Regions from separate parts of the Hordeum vulgare genome. Here region 1 is linked to region 2. Evidence: chromatin contacts called from public Hi-C data. All regions are on one chromosome and are shown on one strand. Each heading gives the region's core, a stretch centred on a gene start, on an enhancer-like site or on the middle of the called end of the contact. The rest is flanking DNA. Distances are from core to core; before and after follow the strand shown. Region 1 holds the start of LOC123407172 (pre-mRNA-splicing factor CWC25 homolog). Region 2 holds the start of LOC123410834 (protein DETOXIFICATION 35-like).

What was found. Hi-C and Micro-C count contacts between places; a contact is called where the count stands out from the background.
Region 1: a contact with region 2 is called in a Hi-C map of leaf, with 3 times the contacts expected there. The contact joins the promoter of LOC123407172 here to the promoter of LOC123410834 in region 2. A contact is called at or near these places in 1 of 6 Hi-C or Micro-C datasets (leaf) and 1 of 1 datasets of contacts at active chromatin or transcription factors (embryo).

Annotation. Positions count from the first base shown.
Region 1 is chr7H:164,656,131-164,659,456 of MorexV3_pseudomolecules_assembly, forward strand. LOC123407172 (pre-mRNA-splicing factor CWC25 homolog) reads right to left here and starts at 1,699. Exons shown (of 4, transcript XM_045100249.1): 1 at 1,303-1,699; 2 at 757-904; 3 at 218-379; 4 at 1-83. The coding sequence starts at 1,490.
Region 2 is chr7H:164,494,503-164,497,894 of MorexV3_pseudomolecules_assembly, forward strand. LOC123410834 (protein DETOXIFICATION 35-like) reads left to right here and starts at 1,482. Exons shown (of 7, transcript XM_045103774.1): 1 at 1,482-1,844; 2 at 1,952-2,577; 3 at 2,745-2,801; 4 at 2,925-3,163; 5 at 3,267-3,385. The coding sequence starts at 1,608.

The DNA of each region.
Region 1 (3,326 bases), core at 449-2,948, 160 kb after region 2:
TTACTCTTTGACTTATGATGACGATGTTTTTTGTGCTTTCTCCTCTCTTTCTTTTCTTCCTTCTGCTTTTTTTCTGCTTCCATCTACAGAAATAAGATTGTATCAGAGAGTGTAGTTCAGATGAAATCATCAGAAACCATCAATAGGCTGCTATGTGTGGATGAGTTCACTAGCTTAGTTCTAATTCAGATGCACAGAATCAATTCCGAGAACTTACTGATTTCTTTATCTCGGCCATCTTGATTGGATTATTTTTAATCCTTGCAATAGCATCCTGCTCCCGCTGCCTTATTAGGAGTAGGGGATCAGAGTGAAGTTTTCTCCATGTGTCATTTGCAGATTGAGGCTTCTCCTCAAATAGAGCTCCCAGGGAAGTGTCCTAAAACGTCATGAAAGAACAAAATAAGCGCTGCAACTGCAAAATCAATCAATACATATATAGTTATGCGATGATGCATGATAGGTGTCTTGATAAAACCTTGAAATCAAGTTTGCCTTCTCTCTAAACCAAACACGCCGTAGGTACTAAGAGAACATATGGTATAATTCAATATGAAACCACCAAACAAGTACCTCTATTCCAAAGTAAAGAAAAATAAACATACTCCACTAAGAACAATGGACTAGAACATCAGGGCTACATTCTACATAAGCAACAATGATATTTCTTTGACAATTGTATAGGTCAAACTAAGTGCAAATCTACGAACAACAATGGAGTAGAATCACCAGGGAGATGGGGAACAACGGAGATACCTTGGAAGAGCCAGCAGTCGTTGGAGCAGAAGAGGAGGCCGCAGCTGCCGCCGCTGGGGCGGGTTGCTGCAGTGCTTGGAATCCATCCGAGCTCCCCTTGCCCACGCCCAAGCCTGACTCGTAGAGGAATTCCAACCTCTCCTGCCTCCTGCAAACAATGAAACCACATACACATAAGCAAGTGACAGCAAAATTCCCCAAAAAACGAAAAGTAGTTCGGAATTTCCCAACAGTTTTGCGTGACAAATCGAAATGAACAGGTTCAATGCAAAGCTTAGCCCGTGAAACAGGCATCCCCTAGCAGTAACCTTACACAAGATCGAATAGGAATTTACTACGTACTTCAGATCCTGCGAATATGCGCCTAAATCCCATGTGACTCGACTGCCAAATCGAAGCAGCCCCTAAACTACCACATCGATCTGAACCGAAGCGTCACCAGGCAATAATCTGGCCGCGAATCTCCCCGCGCCCGAAACCCTAGATAGATTTACTGCTAAAAAGGCGAATGAATAGATTGGGGGGAGATGCGGGATGGATGCTTACGGCTTGAATCCGGCCTGTTCCTGGATGGCGCGGAACTCAGCCTTCTCCCTCTCCTCCTTGAGCTGCTTCTTGTACTCCTCGATCTTGTGCTGCTCTTCCTTCTCCTTCTGCTCCGCCACCCACACCTTCTCCACGTTGCGGAGGCTCCCCGTGTGCCACCCCTTCTTGTTCAGAAATTTCATCCCCATGGCGGGCAACCTCCTCCTCCTGCTCCCCCTCCCCCTCCCCCTCCCTTGCCCGAGGCGCTAGACCTTGCGGCGGCGTAGCCTGCCGGCTTCTCCGCCTCTTCGCGACTTGGCTTGGAAACGGAAGGAGATGGGAGAGAGAGATCGGGGAGGTAGCCAAAGCGCAATCCGCCGCCTCGGCGACAGCGATTAAACGGTAAGCAAATTCCTCCCCGTTTTCGGCACACGAAAGCGTATTTTGTGTGGAAACGAGATAGGGCCCGTTGTGCCCAACGAGATTATATTATTTGGGCCGAGCGTGCAAGTCGGCCCTAGCATCATGCGAACAATGTCCACAACTTCTCAATTGATTTTTGTGGATGTGCCTAAAGAAAATGATTTTAACTCCGCCTACGTTGTTTCGACATAGCCGGTCCTAAGTCCGGATAAAGAAGGAGGATTGTGATAGGTTTGACGAGGCAACATCAAAATTCAGCCACCCTTATGAAGATGAAACCTAGAAGATTTTCGTTGGGACGTAACATCAGAACCAGGGTGTGATGGAAAATGGGGAAGGGTCGGGCCGTCACCCCCAGGTGGCGCACCGTATCGTGATCTGGATACGGTCGCAAGTGAGCAAGGATCGGGTCATCGCATCCTTAATGGCACGCTACATCGACGTCTGGGTGTAGTGGAAAATGAGCAAGGGTCTTCGCATTTGACTTGACGAGTGCGAAGGATAAGCAAGCTAGCCGAGCCTAGAAGGATTCGTTTAGGTGGCTGGACCATAGGGTCTCTGGCAGGTAAGCTTCGGGCGTCCAAGAGACCAAATGGAGGGGATAGAAGGCGAAGGAGGTGGAGGGAACCAGCTTCAAGTTGTGGTACACGGAAACGGTTGCAAACACAAATGGAGTAGGCATCTTGATCAGCAAGAGCCTCAAGTATGAAGTGGTAGACGTCAAGAGACGTGGGGACCGGATTATCCTCATCAAGATGGTAGTTGGGGACTTAGTTTTCAGTGTTATCAATGCGTATGCCCGCAAGTAGGCCACAATGAGAACACCAAGAGGAAGTTCTGGAAAGGCTTGAAGGATATGGTTAGGAGTGTACCGATTGGCGAGAGGCTCTTCACAGGAGGAGACCTCAATGGCCATGTGGGCACATCTAACACAAGTTTTAAAGGGGTACATGGGGGATTTGGCTATGACATCAGGAATCAAGAAGGAGAAAACGTCTTAAAATTTGCGCTAGCCTACAACATGATCATAGCTAACACCCTCTTTAAGAAGAGAGAATCACATCTAGTGACTTACAATAGTGGGCAACAGTCTAGTCAAATTGATTTCATTCTCTCGAGAAGAGAAGACAGGCATGCATGCCTAGACTGTAAGGTGATAACTGGAGAGAGTGTTGTCCCTCAGCATAAGCTTTTGGTTGCTAACTTCCGCTTTCGGATTCGTGTCCAGCGTGCCGAAGTCGCTAGAACGAAATGGTGGAAGCTCAAGGGGGAGGTAGCTCGCGCGTTTAAGCAGAGGGTCATTAAGGAGGGGCCTTGGGAGGAAGGAGGTGATGCAAAAAAACATGTGGATGAAGATGGCGACTTGCATTCGTAAGGTGGCCTCAGAGGAGTTTGGAATGTCCAGGAGAAGTAGAAGAGAAGCTAAAGATACCTGATGGTGGAACGATATTGTCCAAAAGGCAATTAAGGAGAAGAGAGATTGTTTGAGACGACTATATCTCGATAGGAGTGTGGACAACGTAGAGAAGTACAAGATGGCAAAGAAGGCCGCAAAGCGAGTTGTGAGTGAAGCAAGGGGTCGAGCGTATGAGAACCTCTACCAGTGGTTAGAGACGAAGGAA
Region 2 (3,392 bases), core at 232-2,731:
CGATTTCATGCGTCAGCGGCGGGAACGGGGAAGAAAGTGAGAGAATTGGGTGAGAATTGCTTGGAGAGCGGCAAGATGGAAAAATAGAGTGGGGGATTTTGACGCAAAAATAGTGCGGGTGATACAAAAGCGCGGACTCCGCCTTCCTTTTGGGTGGGCCATGGTTGTAATCATGTAAGAGTATCCAAAGTCTCGTAAAGCCCCCACCCCGCACCCCCGGGTTGGTTCCAGTTTGCGGGAGAAGTTCGGACATATGCAAACGTATGCACGTGATTTGAGGGTCATTGTTGGAGATGCCCTAAGACTTGCAAGTTGTAATGCAAGAGTTATTATTAACTCTGTCCTAGTTTATTGGCTCCTTCGTATTTTGCGTCATTTTGACTTTAAATTTAACAAACAAAATGTCAATGCATGTCATGAAAAGTAATCTCTCCCTAATAATAAAGCATCGAAGGCTTCAGTCGTCCGTCGTGGCTATTTTGCAGAAAGTCCCTGTCTTTTTAAATAATTAACCCGCAGTCCATCTTTTAGTCACACCCGAACCGGGTTTTTTTTGCATTTTTCAGAAAACTCTCTGATGTTTCACGTAATCAACCCGCACTCCGTATTTAAGCCAGCCGAAGCGTTTTTTCCGTTTTAACAAAAAAACCTGACTTTTCAGTTAATCAATCCACATTTTATCTAAAACAAAATTATCCATATCTTTTAAACCGTAACTCCGATTTTAACATGTTATATATGAAATTTGATTAAAAATGTGTAGAATCTAAATAGGATGTTATTTTTAGCTGTTGAATACTTCTTAAATATTATTTTGGATGCAAACTTAATCTGTAGTGCACGGTCCTTTTTTTCCTCTTTTCGACGACGATACGAATTGCAATAAACATCCATTAAATTAAAACCAAATTGAGAGGAAAGAAAATATCGTCAACCACACATGCACATCTTTGGAAAACCTCGTGGAGAAATAACATATTTCTCATCTTATTCCGAGTGACTGTACATTCAAACGCGTTTTCGTTGTGTGAGCACTGATGTCATTGTCTGCAATACAAATGTGATGTCATGTAAAAATATATTGCGTTCAGAGCGTGTGTTATTTTCTCTTTCGTTACAACGCACGGACTCTTTTGCTAGTATCACTAAAACTTTTATGTAGAAATACGAATTAAAGATATGATTTTTAATGACACGCATTCATATCTTAGTAGTTAAATTTATGATCAAGATTTGATAGTATAAACAAAGACGGAGGTACTATGTAAAAATAGTCAACGTGACAACAAAAAATATCTTCTTTTTGGGTATAATCAACATCTTTTTGTTTTTTGAAAAGAAAAGGACATTGCGGCGCCAGTCCCGTGGATTCATAACTGATGACGAGGCGTCAAATCTCACGGACACAAACACGCCACGAGGGCGAGGCCCTCCAGCCGCAGCTGCTACCTACCCGTCGGTCTTCACTCCTCGATCAGAGTGATAGATAGCCGAGGGCCGACGCAACCACTGACGCGGAGGCAGAGGACGCGCCCAGCCCACGCCCACGCCCACGCCCACGCCCAGTGCTCCAAACCGAACCCGGCCGAGCGAGGAAGGAGGGGGCGATGGGGTCCGTCGCCGACGACGCGGCGGAGGTGAGCACCGTGGGTGAGGCCGCGCGGATGGTGTGGGAGGAGTCCAAGCGCCTCTGGGGCATCGGCACGCCCATCGCCATCGCCACGCTCAGCATGTACGCCGTCAGCTCCGTCACCACCATCTTCGTCGGCCACCTTGGCAACCTGCCCCTCGCCGCCGCGTCCATCGGCCTCTCCGTCTTCGCCACCTTCGCCCTCGGGTTCCTAGTACGTGCGCTCGCCACTATCCGCCTCCTCCTCTCCCCCCCAGCACCGCGCCGCATACCATCGCCGACTAAGACTGACCGCTGTCTGCTGGTGCCGATACGTCGCAGCTCGGCATGGGGAGCGCGCTGGAGACGCTGTGCGGGCAGGCGTTCGGCGCCGGCCAGGTGGCCATGCTCGGCGTCTACCTGCAGCGCTCCTGGATCGTCCTCATAGCCGCCGCCATCCTCATGGTGCCCTTCTACGTCTTCGCCGAGCCGCTGCTGCTCGCCCTCGGCCAGGACGCCACCGTCGCGCGCGAGGCCGCCCGCTTCGCGCTCTACATCCTCCCCGGCGCCTTCTCCTTCGCCGTCAACTTCCCCACCGCCAAGTTCCTCCAGGCGCAGAGCAAGGTCCTCGTGCTCGCCTGGATCGGCGTCGGCGGCCTCTGCTTCCACGTCGCGGTCACCTACCTCCTCGTCACCGTCCTCGGATGGGGCTCCGCGGGCGCCGCCGTCGCCTACGACCTCTCGCTCTGGGCCATCGCGCTGGGGCAGGCGGCCTACATCATCGGCTGGTGCAAGGACGGCTGGAGGGGCTGGTCCATGGCGGCATTCAACGACATGTGGGCCTTCGTCAAGCTCTCGCTTGAGTCCGCCGTCATGCTCTGCCTTGAGATTTGGTACCTCGGCATGATCACCGTCCTCACCGGCGACCTCCAGGACGCGCAGATTGCCGTCGACTCGCTTGGCGTCTGGTACCTCTTACTACGAAAATTACAACCTGATAACATTCTCAACTCTCTCTCTGTCGAATATTCTGAACTAACTGTACTAAAAAAAAATCTGAACTAACTGAAGATACTATCGTGAATAAATGCTTAATTATATTTACCTCACAGAATATATGTGCCTTAATTTTCAGCATGAATATAAACGGATGGGAGGGTATGGTCTTCATTGGCCTCAATGCTGCTATCAGGTCAGGCTAATTCAAAACTGTACAAGTAAACTGGTGATTCCTGATTTGTTCAGGAGATCTTGAACGACTGTCAAATTTTAGTTTCTAAATAAACTGCTACCACTTGCCTGCTTACGTTCTCAGTGTTCGAGTCTCCAACGAGCTGGGCTCTGGCCGTCCAAGGGCGGCGTTGCACGCGGTCGTCGTCGTCGTCGGCGAGTCGTTGCTCATTGGGCTGCTATGCATGACCCTCGTGTTGATCTTCAGAGATAACTTCGCCAGCATCTACACTAGCAATGTGGAGCTCCGGCAGGCCGTCTCCAAGATTGCAGGACTGCTTGGCTTGACCATGGTGCTCAACAGCGTGCAGCCTGTGCTTTCAGGTATGCTTCTCCCCCTCGCAGCGTGATAATTTTATTTTGTCCATGCCACCTCAAATCAACCTCATCTCTCGAGCTGATGGCGTTGATCGGATGGATGATTCAGGGGTGGCCATTGGAGGAGGATGGCAAGGCCTTGTTGCATACATCAACCTTGGTTGCTACTACATTTTCGGATTGCCATTGGGATATCTCCTCGGCTACAAGTTCAACTATGGAGTTGGGGTAATTG